Regions from separate parts of the Mus musculus genome. Here region 1 is linked to region 2. A link is a contact called in public HiChIP or PLAC-seq data. All regions are on one chromosome and are shown on one strand. Each heading gives the region's core, a stretch centred on a gene start, on an enhancer-like site or on the middle of the called end of the contact. The rest is flanking DNA. Distances are from core to core; before and after follow the strand shown.

What was found. HiChIP or PLAC-seq counts read pairs in DNA pulled down with a chosen protein or histone mark.
Region 1: an H3K27ac HiChIP or PLAC-seq map of VIP interneurons shows a contact between it and region 2, with 7 times the contacts expected there. The contact joins two enhancer-like sites. A contact is called at or near these places in 1 of 115 datasets of contacts at active chromatin or transcription factors (VIP interneurons) and 1 of 9 other capture datasets (embryonic stem cells).

What each region holds. Positions count from the first base shown.
Region 1 is chr1:79,370,989-79,377,640 of GRCm38.p6, reverse strand. No RefSeq gene overlaps it. Among named protein-coding and RNA genes, the nearest start is that of Scg2, 66 kb to the left of the region's middle. Within about 2 kb of position 2,625, at least 11 of the 459 cell types and tissues checked have an H3K27ac peak or open chromatin away from gene starts, as enhancers often do. A contact at or near this core is called in VIP interneurons, where this site is marked.
Region 2 is chr1:78,742,612-78,749,021 of GRCm38.p6, reverse strand. Gm38631 (a long non-coding RNA gene) reads right to left here. Exons shown (of 4, transcript XR_865568.1): 4 at 2,868-3,767. Among named protein-coding and RNA genes, the nearest start is that of Gm33693, 5.0 kb to the right of the region's middle. Within about 2 kb of position 3,346, at least 130 of the 459 cell types and tissues checked have an H3K27ac peak or open chromatin away from gene starts, as enhancers often do. A contact at or near this core is called in VIP interneurons, where this site is marked.

The sequences.
Region 1 (6,652 bases), core at 1,376-3,875, 630 kb before region 2:
GAATGCAAAAACTCTGTAGGGGGTCGTGGAAGGCTTTAGTGAGAAGAAAACCAGCATAAGGAAGCGCCAGGCAGTTTCTGTTCTTTCTTTATGCCTTTATTTGATCTATTTTATTCCATGCATCATCAACTCCAAATTATCAAGGGTAAAGTCATAATCCAAGGTCTAATTATAAACATTGCAACTGAAGCTTCTGTTCCGGTGTGAATATAGTATGTGGTTAATGCTATCAATGTTCTCTACCATTTAACATGGTGGACCGTGGGAAAAGAGGTGCTCTCTGTTTTCTAGTATCAGAGATACTAGATCTAGAATCATGTAGAGTTCCAGGTACCTGCAGCTGCATACCACCCATGTAAAGAAAGCCTGTCTCTAGCATGATGATTTCTGATAGAGTGTTAGGAGAGAATTGGTAACATGGCTCAGATTTCTTGGACACCTGTGTCTTAAGCAATAACTAGCCACCTTTTAAATCTGTTTTCTTAGGGCTTTTCTTGACCTAGAAGTTTTACTATTATGAAGGGCTTACAGTGGGGAAAAGGTGCGGTATATGAGCCCAAAGGCATGATTTAGTAGCCTTGTGCTCCTGCAAGAGAGAAAAGCTCAAGACTTTGCATGTATTTGGGTTGCACAGGGCTCGACATGTCTCACCTCCCTTATTTTGTGGGTTTCTTTCTACCCCTCCATTAGAAATTGTCTTACATTTCTGAGTGCCTGAGGATGGCCTCATTGCTGTATGAACTGATGAAAACATTACAGGAACATTTGCTCAAAGCGTGTCCCTTCCTTTGGCATCATTCAGAGAAGAAAGTATATTACATAAGTGAAATTCAGATGCATGTGGCCATGCCAGATGTGGACCTGCCAGGACTTACCTTCTCCAAGTTTCTTGTTTCTGATTGATTTTGAAGATGTTCATGATAGAAGACTTTCGAAAGATCATTTTTCCTTTGGAAAAAAAAAAAGAACCCTAAGGTACGTTGTTGCACATTCCAACAGGATCATTTTTGTACCCAGGAAATGCTCACACTGAATGGTAATAAAGTATCCGAGATATTCACCCTTCACACAGTTGTCTCTCAAAGGAAGTGTCTTGGATCCAGTGTGAAGACAGATAGTCCTTAACAGGGGTTTCCAATATAATGTTCCCTCTGCCTTCTCGGGTAAGAGCTGAGTATGCTTTATGATTAACTAGCAAAGTGTTGTTTGAGCAGTGGGACATCTTTTACTGTGGGGACGGCTCTAGAGGCTGCTATGGGATTGATGATCACATTCATGTGGGTTAAGGGTCATTTTCCTCAGAGTCACCAGCACCCCCAGTAAACCACGGATTCCTAGGCCTGATCCCAAAGCTACTTTCAAGTTATACACTTAAGCAAACTCTCTCGGAGAATTTCTTTTCTCTTCTCTTCTCTTCTCTTCTCTTCTCTTCTCTTCTCTTCTCTTCTCTTCTCTTCTCTTCTCTTCTCTTCTCTTCTCTTCTCTTCTCCTCTCCTCTCCTCTCCTCTCCTCTCCTCTCCTCTCCTCTCCTCTCCTCTCCTCTCCTCTCCTCTCCTCTCCTCTCCTCTCCTCTCTTCTTTTCTTTTCTTCCTTTTCATTTCCTCTTGTACACTGATAGTTGAGAACTAATCATTTAGATCCTGGTATGGCCCTCATGACTCATGAGAAAGCATCCAAGAATTGCTGTTGTCTTAATTACAACTTCCTGTTTGTGGAAAAGGGCCCCGTAGACTCATGCTCTTTTTGTTGAAAGAAAAATCACAGGAAGCATAAAAGGTGAGGAGTCCTCTCCAGATATCTGAAAGAGGGACAAGATCTGCTTATATTTTTCAAGAGGTGAAAAAGGGAATTGACTAGCTTGTAAGCTCAAAGCCTTGGTTGGCAGCAATCTGCTGTAGCTCTTAAAATACATCTGGGATGTTGGCATCCAGAGAACCTTATAGGTAGCAGGAATGTGATGATTCGAACACCTTAGATTGTATGGATGCTTGCGGGAAAAAAAATTGGTTCACCTAAATATAATATATCTCTCTTCCTTTCCTTCCTTCTCTGACTCTTTCTTTTATTATATCATGGAATGCAGACAGAACAACATGTAAGAACCAGAAAAGCAAAAGGTGTTCAGATATAAAGTAAGCTTTTATCCTCTCAAGATTAAACAGATCCCCAGTATTTGAGCTCTGTAGATGTTTCCATCAAAGAAAGCCTGCTTGCTTCACCAAGGTAGAAGCTAAATAATTATTATTTTTATTTATAGATATTTTATTAGATACTTTCTTCATTTACATTTCAAATGCTATCCCCAAAGTCCCCTATACCCTCCCCCCACCCTGCTCTCCAGCCCACCCACTCCTGCTTCCTGCCATCAATGGGAGGAGAGGCCCTTGGTCTTGTAATTAATTATTTCTATCACCACCAACAGACAAACACAAGCCAAGGAAACAAACGACTTCCCTATGAAGCAAGGGCTGAGGGCTGATAATAAAAATGGCAACTGAATGACAGCAAACTGTTTCTCCCCCCTGAGCTTGCCTGATAATTCCTTTTTTTTCCTCCCTGAATAACTAAAGGAGAGGCAGCTGCCACAGCAATCAGGATTCAAAACCCCATTAATATTGGTGACTCATCAGCCGGATTCTTTCTCTGTGTCTGGAAATGTCAGGATATTAAAAAGAGCTTTGTGGCATCTCTAGGAGTCAAATCCCCAGTCAGAGCTGTAACCACTTCAAAATATTCTTGGCCTCATTTGGAAAATGGCTGTCACCTGGGACTTGGCCTGGTTTGTTTCTGTCAGTGAAGGGCAGGACCAACTAGCAATCTCACCGAGTTAACCACTCAGCTCACCTTTCCCCAATGGCACAGGGACTGTGAGATTGGAAGCATCACTGTTTGCTAGTGCACTATCCTTCATATGGAATGTTTGGGATGGTTAGACACGACCTGAGTGTGTGGCTTGGGATTCCTTAAAGAGGGCGATAGGTAAAGATTGAAACTGCATGGGCCATGGGCCCTCTTACTTGAGTAAGTAGTTGATAAAGCAGAATACTTAGAAATATCAGATAATTGTATTTGTGGTGTTAGTCTTTCTATGACTATCTCATGCTGTTATTTACCTTCTTATTCATTTAAAATAGAGCTTATAATCTTTTTTTTTTTTTTAGTTCAACTGGATTTTGAGTATAAGAGCCAGCAGCTTTATGTATAGATGGAAAAAGATATGTCTTTAGAAAAAAAATCTTGATTGCAAATCTGGAATGACAGAGCAATCTAGAAACTAATAATGACCATAGAGTTGAGTTGTTAGGTTCTTGGCTAATGTAGACCTTAGTGATAATACATTTAATAAACTCATTAAAATATATTTCCAACTTTGAGCATGTATGATACAAGTGACTACGGGGAGTTGCTGCTCAGAAGAGTACATCTGTGAGAGAGCCTGGGCTGAGTGAATAGAGAGGGTCTGTGGACATGAGGAGCATTTGAGCTGTGCATAGGGTGAAGAGGTGATAGAGAAACCTGTTTGGATGGAATGAGAAGTTCTACTGCAAGGAGAGAGACTTAGGTTTCAGCAAGCAAACAAGTTGAGAAGTTTGGTATCAAGTGGGGAAAGAAAATTGCAATGGCCAATTATAGAAAGACTCGTTAGCTGAAGGGGGCATTTGAAAGCCATTTCATAGTCAATGAAAAGTTCTTTCTAGGGACGAGAGGGTTCATGATTTTCACTCATTTGCTCCATAGTCACTGGTCACTTACCATATCATTAACTATTGGTAATAAAGTTTTCTTAGAGGAAACAGGTTCAAAGCAATAGAGCACACCATACAGTAGAGGAAAGAGGGATGCTGTTTTTAGTAGGACTGAGTTCAATGGATGCTTTTCAGAGTCAATATGTCTTTTCTTCTTCTTCTTCTTCTTCTTCTTCTTCTTCTTCTTCTTCTTCTTCTTCTTCTTCTTCTTCTTTTTCTTCTTCTTTTTCTCCTTCTCCTCCTCCTCCTCCTCTCTTCTTCTTCTTCTTCTTCTTCTTCTTCTTCTTCTTCTTCTTCTTCTTCTTCTTCTTCTAATTTTTTTTATTAGGTATTTTCTTCATTTACATTTCAAATGCTATCCCGAAAGTCCCCTATACCCTCTCCCACCCTGCTCCCCTACCCACCCACTCCCACTTCTTGGCCCTGGTGTTCCCCTGCACTGGGGCATATAAAGTTTGCAAGACCAAGGGGCCTCTCTTCCCAATGATGGCTGACTAGGCCATCCTCTGCTACATATGCAGCTAGAGACATGCTTGTGCTGTAAGATCAACATGTCTTGAGAGAAGACATGAACCAAGTGAGCAAACTGGAGAGTGGCTCACATAAGTCTGAGAGAAGGCCATCCTTGTCATTTGTGGCAGATGCTACGGTAGCATGGGAGGGACTGATGGAGAAGAGCAAGGACATTGGCAGTGTAAAACAAAAAAGAACACCAGAAAGTGGTATGAGTGTGGGGAGCTCACTTGCAGAGTAAGAGAAGATATAGATATTTCCAGAATGGAACCCAGAGTACTTTAAAGTGTAGACATTATACAAAGAAGTGGTCTTCAGCCAGAGAATTTAAGGAGGATAAGTAGAATGTGGGAGAGTGAGAACTTCCTGAAGAAGTCATCACTTACCACTATCTAGTGTTTAACAAGGGGATTCCCCAGATCTGGAGGTACTGGCTGTTGTGAGCTGCCTACAATGGGTGCTGGGAATCAAATGCAGGTCCTCTGCAAGAGTAGTATGTTCTCTTAGTCTCTTAACTGCTGAGTCATCTTGCCAGCCCCAATAGTGCAAAGACTGGAGGAATCCCACAGTGAAGTCCCAACAGAATGTATATTAACATGGGCATAGCCATGACAAAGACCAAGGTCTGGGACATACAGGAAGCTGGTAGAGACATTCCTAACGTGGACAAGGCTCACGATGGAAGGCAAAACTTCCCTTGGCGTTCAAGTGTGGGTCAGTAACCAGTATGTATCAAAACTTGCAACTGCAGTTTCATCTTCCTGGATGCTTAGAGCATGAGACCAATCATCTAGAGACCTAAACTGACTAACCTCTCCTCTTGTGCTGTATCTAATCAACATACTGAGGTTTCCTGTTGCCCAGGAAGACTAGGAGCCCTTCATCAGAGTGCATACCCCACCTTTTCCAAGCTTCCTTGTACATGGGCCCATGTGTTTGTTCATTCTTTAGTCCATCTCTGAATCATTCTATTCAGGGATAAAGGATCAAAGTCACAAAAGCCACAGTACAGTGCTTTTACTAAAGTTTAATTTATAAATTATGTACAGTAATTTATTAATAGCAATAACGATTGACATTGAAATGATATAAAATATTCTATACTTGATCTTAGCTGAAAGGCCGAGAAGCAATGATATAATATATTCTAATAAAAGTCAAGTAAAATTTATTCATTGCTTGCTTTCAGAATTTTCCCTCCAGTGTTTTTATACCAAAGATGACTGCAAGCAAATGAAACCATAGAAAATAAAACTGGGGACATGCAGGACAATCAGGACAGCTTTGAAAGTGCACAGTACTGTCTACATATGTTCATTGTTTTAGTTTTGTTCCATTACTGGAGAAATAGCTCACCAATGCTCTCACTGGAGAGCTTGTTAAGTCCTTAGTAAAGAAGGTTCCTCAACTTATTTTAAAGAAGACACATGTCAATTAGAATAGTTTTACTATTAACTACTGTATCAAATACCGTGTAAAGCTTGTTGATTTAGAATAGTGAGGTATAGTGTATGGTATCTACTGTTGGCTGATTAAAGACTGTAAAAAAAAAAAAAACTGGGGACAAGACAAGAGAGGGTATGTCCATCAAAGTCAACTGGCAGGTCTCTCTAGAGCAGTGGCTCTCTATCTGCCTTTGGCGGTTGAATTACTTTTTCGCAAGGGTTGCCTAAGACTATCAGGAAACACAAGTATACACATTGTGATTCATAACACTAGCAGAATTACAGTTATGAAGTAGCAATGAAAATAATTTTATGATTGGGGTCACCACAACATGAGGAACTATATTAAAGGGTTGCACCAGTAGAAAGGTTGACAACCATTGCTCTAGAGGGATAGAACTAATAACATGGATATATATTTAAGGGGGATGTATTCTTTTAATTTATATGATAGGCCCCCAGTTGTCCAACAATGGCTACCTTCACAGTGGCAAGGCTAAACATCCAGTAAGTATCCAGTCCATGATTGGATACTTCAGCAGCCCCAACTTGGCATCAAAGGTCTCTAGGATTTCTAGAAAGTCCACTGGCCACATCAGAAAGCTGAAGACACTGGGTTCTGATGTCAGAAGTAGCAGTGGTGTCAGCAGCCACAGTAATAGCAGCAGCGCAGCACTGGTGGGGACAGCGGGGTAGATGAACTCATGAATAAGACATGAAAGCTGGCAGGCAAAAAGCAAACACTTTGCCCCAGGGCCTCCTTCTGCCTGGGCTGGTCCATATTCTGAGAGGGTTTTCCTACTTAAGTTAATGACATCAAGAAGACTCAAGTGTGCCTAGAGGCCTGCCTGTCTCAGTTTATCCCAGATCTAGTTAAATTGGCAACCAAGTGTTGGAAAGAAGGAAAGACAATGGTTCTGGTTCTGCATCAACAGGGAAGATGCATGT
Region 2 (6,410 bases), core at 2,097-4,596:
CACTATCCCTGGAGAAAAATTTTGAAAATTGAGGATAGACAAACTTTCTTGAACAAAACACAAGGTCACTAACCTATATATGAATGTTATAAATTGTATTTCCTTCCAGATGCCTCAGTGGTTAAGAGCACTAGCCATTCTTCCAGAATACCCAGGTTCAATTCCCAGCACCCACATGGCAGCTCACAACTATTAGTGACTCCAGTTCCAGGGAATCTGACACCCAAACAGGGACATACATGCAGGCAAAACACCAGTGCACACAAAATAAATAATTTTTAAATGTAGAGTAATTAATTATAACAAAATAACCTGATTTTTAAAATGAGCACAAGGTTTGAATGGATGCCTTGCAAAAGAACTTATATAGGAGCTGGGAGATAGCACAGTCAATTAAGTGTTTGCTATACAGTCATGAAGACCTGAGTTTCACCTCCAAGAACTTAGCATTAAAAACCGGAATTTTACCAGGCATGAAGGCAGACACCTTAATCCCAAAATTCTGGAGGCAGGAGCAGGTGGATCCCTGTGAATTCAAGGTCTGTGTGGTCTACATACCAAGTTCCAAACAACACAACTACATAGTAATATCCCGTCTCAAAAATCAAAAATAAATAAAAATGGTGATAAGCATTAATTATCAAAATTCTGGGAAAGTGGAGCCAGAAAGGTCCCAGGAGCTCACTGTCTAGCCAGACTAACCTACTTGGGAAACTCTAGGAAAGGGAAGGCAAAGGCAAGTATACAAGTACACACATGCACACACACACAAACACACACACCTACAGACAGATACAAAGAAGTTACATAGATTACCAATAGGGAAAAAAATATAGTCTAGCAATACCTGAGATCAAGAATATACAAATTAAGATCATACAAAGATAAAACTGCACACTCTATAACGGAGATAAAATTAGAAGGGTTGGTGGTAAAAATCTCCCACATTGCTGGTAGAAAAATAAACCACCATTCCCAGCCATGATAGAACCATCCATCACCTAGAAAAATTGTTCAACATTTTCAATTGAACAAATACTTACCCAGCAATTCTAGCCCTAAGAAGAAAGCCTTGAATTTGAGGTTTTAAAACAAGAGCCAAGGAGAAAATGAGAGTAATAATCCAAAAAGGACAGAAATGTTCATAGCAACTTCATTTGGGATATCCCAAAGTTTATCATTGAGAAAATGTGCACGTTAATTATAATATAACCTACTACCCAGCCATAGAAAAAAATGAGGAACAGATACAGAACATCTTCAGTAAATCTCAGAAATATTTTGTGAGGGGGAGTAAGGCACAAATTGAATCATCCCACTTGTCTTAGCCACTGTTCTATTGCTGTAAGAGACTCAGTTAGCAAGGGAACTCTTATAAAAGAAAGCATTTATTGGAGCTTGCTTACAGTAGGCCATTATAATCATGGTAGGAGCATGGTAGCACTCAGGCAGACAGGAAGCTGGAGAAGTAGCTGAGAGTTCTACACTCTGATCCATAGGAAGAAAGGGAGTAACTGAGCCTTGTGTGGGCTTTTGAAGCTTAGAGCCTACCCCCAGTGACACACTCCCTCCAACATGGTCATACCTCCTAATCCTTCTAATCCTTTCATATGGTCCCACTCCCTGATGACTAAGCATTCAGATATATTAGCCTGTAGGGGTCATTTTTATTCAAACCATCATACCATTTATTAATAGTGCTAGACAACCTAACCTATGGTAACAAAAAAAAAAAAAAAAAAAAAAAAGATCAATAGCTACATGGAGTTGAACTCCAGCAAACTGTGGCATGCAAGGGAACCTAAGGGAATTTGGTGGGATGATGAGATGCACTGTATTATAATTTGTATGGTAGTAACATGAGCAGATGTATGCCAAAATCTACTTAGCTCTACAGCTAGGATAAAAACAGTTTACTTTCTCAAAAATACACTTTAGTAAACTGATTTAAAACTCTCTAAGGGTTGCCCAGATGCCTTTCCAATGTTCCAGAGACCTTGGAAGCACATGCTGGAAGAAAAAAAAAAAAAACTCTCTAAGGGAGCCATTTTTGTCCTTTCATCTCTAGTCTGTGATGTGATATTAAAATAGGCTGTTATGGGGAAGATTTGGCTTCACCTTCTCAGTGACACAGCGAATTTTTAGTTGATTTGTCAGCTGCCTCAGAAATTACAGAGGATGGGGGTCTGCTCCTCTGCTCTCTTGCATCTGTTCTCTTCTTCATGGTTGACAGAGGCTGTGTCCATATGGCAGAGGAGTAGATCTTTGGCTAGTTCACTTCTAGTTCTAAGACCCAAAATGCAAGAATTCTGTCTCAAAACTCCAACTGTCAATAAACACGGATGTAGCTGAGGTTGTAGGCTCTCCCATGTGCCACAATAGTGCTCAGGACAATGGGGACTTGTATGAACCCACTTATCACTGTGTGGCCTGAAAGAGGGATGAGAGGAAAGGCAGGGTACCATGACAATGGTCTCATCAGAACCATGAGCCTAGAGCTGGGGAGATTAACACCCCAGCCAAGGTGTGCATCCTTGCCATCCTAAACCCATAGAACCCATCACATCTTCCCAGACAATTGACACTCACAGTGTTCTGAAATAAAAATTAAAAACGTAAAAATAAAATGGATGAGCCTGGAGAGGTGACTCAGCAGTTAAGAACATTTGCTGCTCCTCCAGAGGACAAGAGTTCAAGTTCCAGCTTTCATAGCAGAGCACAACCATCTGTAACTCTAGTCCCAGGGCATCCAGTGCCTTCTTCTAGCCTCTGTGGGCTCCAGGCATGCACATGGTGCACAAGTATATATGTAGAAAAACCACCCATACATAAATAAAAGATTGATTAAATTTATTTGATAGTCTGTTTTAAAAGATGAAAATCTCAGGTTACTTATAAAGCCTAGCCCTGCAAATGTGTAGGAGAAAACATTTGAGGTCACAATCTTTTTTCTCCCCATGATCTCCATGATGTTGTTGTTTTTGATACAGAAAAATAAAGATAACAAGGAGGAGCTGTTACTCTTTTCTTCCTAACCATTGCAATCCTTTGGGGAGAAGACTACACAAATGCACATATGCAAAACATCTTCATAAGCATTAGTATATTTGTGTGCCTGTGTTCTCAGTATCTAGTGAGTCTAACTCTTTTTTTTTCTGTGAATATTTCTCAGCAGCCCTAACATAGTAGCAGTCTCTAGCCTGCTTTCCCCAGTGCCTCTGTGTCAGAGAATATACAGAAGAGGAAATCAAAAGTCCTATTTCATCAGCTGACAGCAGAGAGGATAGCAGAGGGAACACAATCTAAGGCTGGCAACCAGCCCTCTTTCTCCCAGAGGAAAATTACCAGAACTCACTGCTGAGTGACTAAGGACTGCCTGGTATTCTCATCTCATAGGAGGCTGAGCAGACAGACACGGCTCTGTAAACATGATAGAGGGAAGCCAGGATTCCACGCTGAGGCCCAGCAGGCTGCCTCTGACCAGGTGGTCTCACCACTTCACCCCATGGACTTCAGACAGACAGCCTGGAACGCTCCTGGGCAAAAGGCCTGCCAAAAGCTTCCTGGCACTGCCACAGATAGGATCCACAGAGCAGCCTTGATGATGAGGAGAGACAGCAGCTTCTTAGTGCTGAGATTGTGGAAACAGAAGTTCTCCGTAGCCTGTTAGCTTACATAGGTGTCTGGAAGAGATGAGTCAACATTGGAATGCATCCTTGACTGTAGCTTTTCTTGCACCTGTTCTGGGACAGCTGTGTTCTCAAAACCTACACCGTGGCAAAACAAAAAAAAAAAAAGAAGGGAAATCGGATTGTAATGTGTTTGCAGGGCACTCAGGAGAGCAGGCCCTGCACCCCATCTGAGCAGCACAGGAGAGCCTGGTAGCAAAGGCACTGGTGAGCCAGGCCCAAGGGCATAAGAACAAGAGAGCTGGCCCTGCCTGTGTCAGGCTGCAGCACTTGAAACCCTGGGTAGTATAGTATAGTATAGTATAGTATAGTATAGTATAGTATAGTATAGTATAGTATAGTATAGTATAGTGGAGTCGTCTCTGGAGGCATGGGTGGTGAACCAGCCTCGAGGGCATGAAAGCAGGAGAGCTACATTGAGTGGCCTAGCCAGAGCAGTGCTAGAGAGCTTGCCCTGGTGTTAAGGCTGACCAGCTCAGCTACCAACCAAGTCTAGGTCCAGGGCTCTGAATTGGCCCACCCCAAAATCTCTATCATCAGTTGAGACACATGAAAGGGCCAGTCCTGCCGTTCCAAAGCTGCAGGATCTCCATGACAGAGGCCAACAACAGGAGAACTGGGAGGAGTCCCTGTGAGGATCCAATATTGATGGTGTCACAGAAGTCAGAGATCTCGAACCAGACCAGTGACTCATTGCAATGAACATCTGCAAGTGAAGATGTGTGGTCACAGGGATATACTGTGGGACACACTGTGACATACTGTAGCTTTCACAATGAGAGTTTTCTATGCTTTTGTTATTGTTGTTTGTGTTTTATTTGTGGGGGGAGGTTGCAAGGGTGAGTGGTGGATATGAGGGCATGGGGGGGATAAGAGGGACTGGGATGCATGATGTGAAACTCACAAAGAATCAATTAAAAATGGTTTTTTTTAATGTGTGGCAGGGATACTAAAGATTTTCACATTTTGCTTATATTTTAGTTGTACTTGTCATAGCCTATAGAGTCAGAGACCTTCTGACTTCTTGCTGTATTTCAGCCCCCAGTGGGGAAACTGGGATGCTTGAAACAGCCAATGAATGAGTAAAACACTGCCTAGTTTTCCTCCAGGTTCACTGTTATCATAAACTCATAAGTATTTAAGTATATGCTACTACAGTGTGTGTGAGTGTGAGTGTGTGTGTGTGTGTGTGTGTGTGTGTATGTGCACGTGTGTATATGTGTTGGTATATGTATACTTGTGTTGGTGTGTGTCTAACTGTGTCCATGTTGGTATGTATAAGTTTTGGTGCGTGTTATGTTATTGTGTGTCTGTATATTTGTATGTGTGTTGAAGTATATATATGTGTGAGTGTTGGCATGTGTACAGAATCATGTTTGCATATGTGTGTGTGTGTGCGCTCATGTGTGCATTTACCAAATCCTAGTTTCTGAAGCACTGATGTCCAAGAAACTATGATTTCTTTTTTTTTTTTCTACCTTTAGCTATCTAGTTGAGAAAAGTAGAATGTTATCTTCTCAGAATGTCCCACTACTAAGAGACTTCCAACCCTGTGATAAACTATGCATTTGAACTGTTTTATACTCAAACTGGATCGTCCCTTAGTAAGCGAGAACTCAACCCATTTCTAAGGCAGGTAAATCAGGACAACCTCACTAAGGTCAACACTAGAGTGAAGTAGAGGCCTGTGACAACTGAGAGAAGGCAAGCATATGACAGAGCCACTGCTTACCCACAGCCAAACACGGCTGAAAGTGCCCCCTGCGCACCGCTTCCACCATCTCCCCAGCAGCCCTTGGTTAACCGTTACTTCCCACCAGCTCCTCATCTTAGAAATGCTTTACCCCACAAGCCACACTTCCAATTAACTCTCTCATTCCTCTGTCCAAACCTAGTTTAGATTACCTTGGGGACCAGTTCTCACATCCACCAAAGTGGGGGATGAGAACTCTTTCTCATCTCTGATCCTTTGGGATTACCTGCCTGACAACAAGGCCATTGTGCTAATATTGCAGACCAGAGAAGAGGTGTGAGTCTAAGCCCTTAGCTCCTCCACAGACAGAATCTCCTTGGGATGGAGGCAGCATCAGCTTTTAGAGCTGAATATTGAAGCACATTTCCTGAGGAGGTAAATGTTGATGGGAACAGGCAGGCTCCGTCAGTTCTGGCCTCCACCGTGACCTTTTCTTCTCTGGGCCAGAGTGTGACCCATTGTGCCTGAAGGGTTGGAGGACACAGCACTAACTCTCATCCCTGGGCTAACGCTCATTTAAAAAGGTAAACAGCACTGTGGCCCATTTGGCCTCAGAAATGGACTTGGTGGTGTGGTGCCTCGAGGAAGCCAATACTGTCCCATATGGCTACCCAGCTTTCAGTGGAAGAAAATCAAGCGTTTGCATTGGGACCAATGGAAGGCTGAATGAGCCCTGGAGGATGCTTGGGCTGGAAGGGAAGGTTCGGAAGTGCTGGAGGGAGAAAAGAAAAGGAAATAAGCAGAATGCAGACGGGTCGGAGCGGGAGCCCTGAGTTTCCTCTGAACTTTGTACGTGGAGACCTCGCACGTTCTCTGCCTTGGATGCAGTGATTGACAGAACCGCAGCTTGTTCCTGAAAACGCATCGGGATTTTTTTTCTCTCTCTGGTTCCGAGCCTGAAGGACTATTACTGAGAGTGATGCCTTGTATCTGTTTCTTTTTACCTCCACCGTCCCTCATCCCCCTCT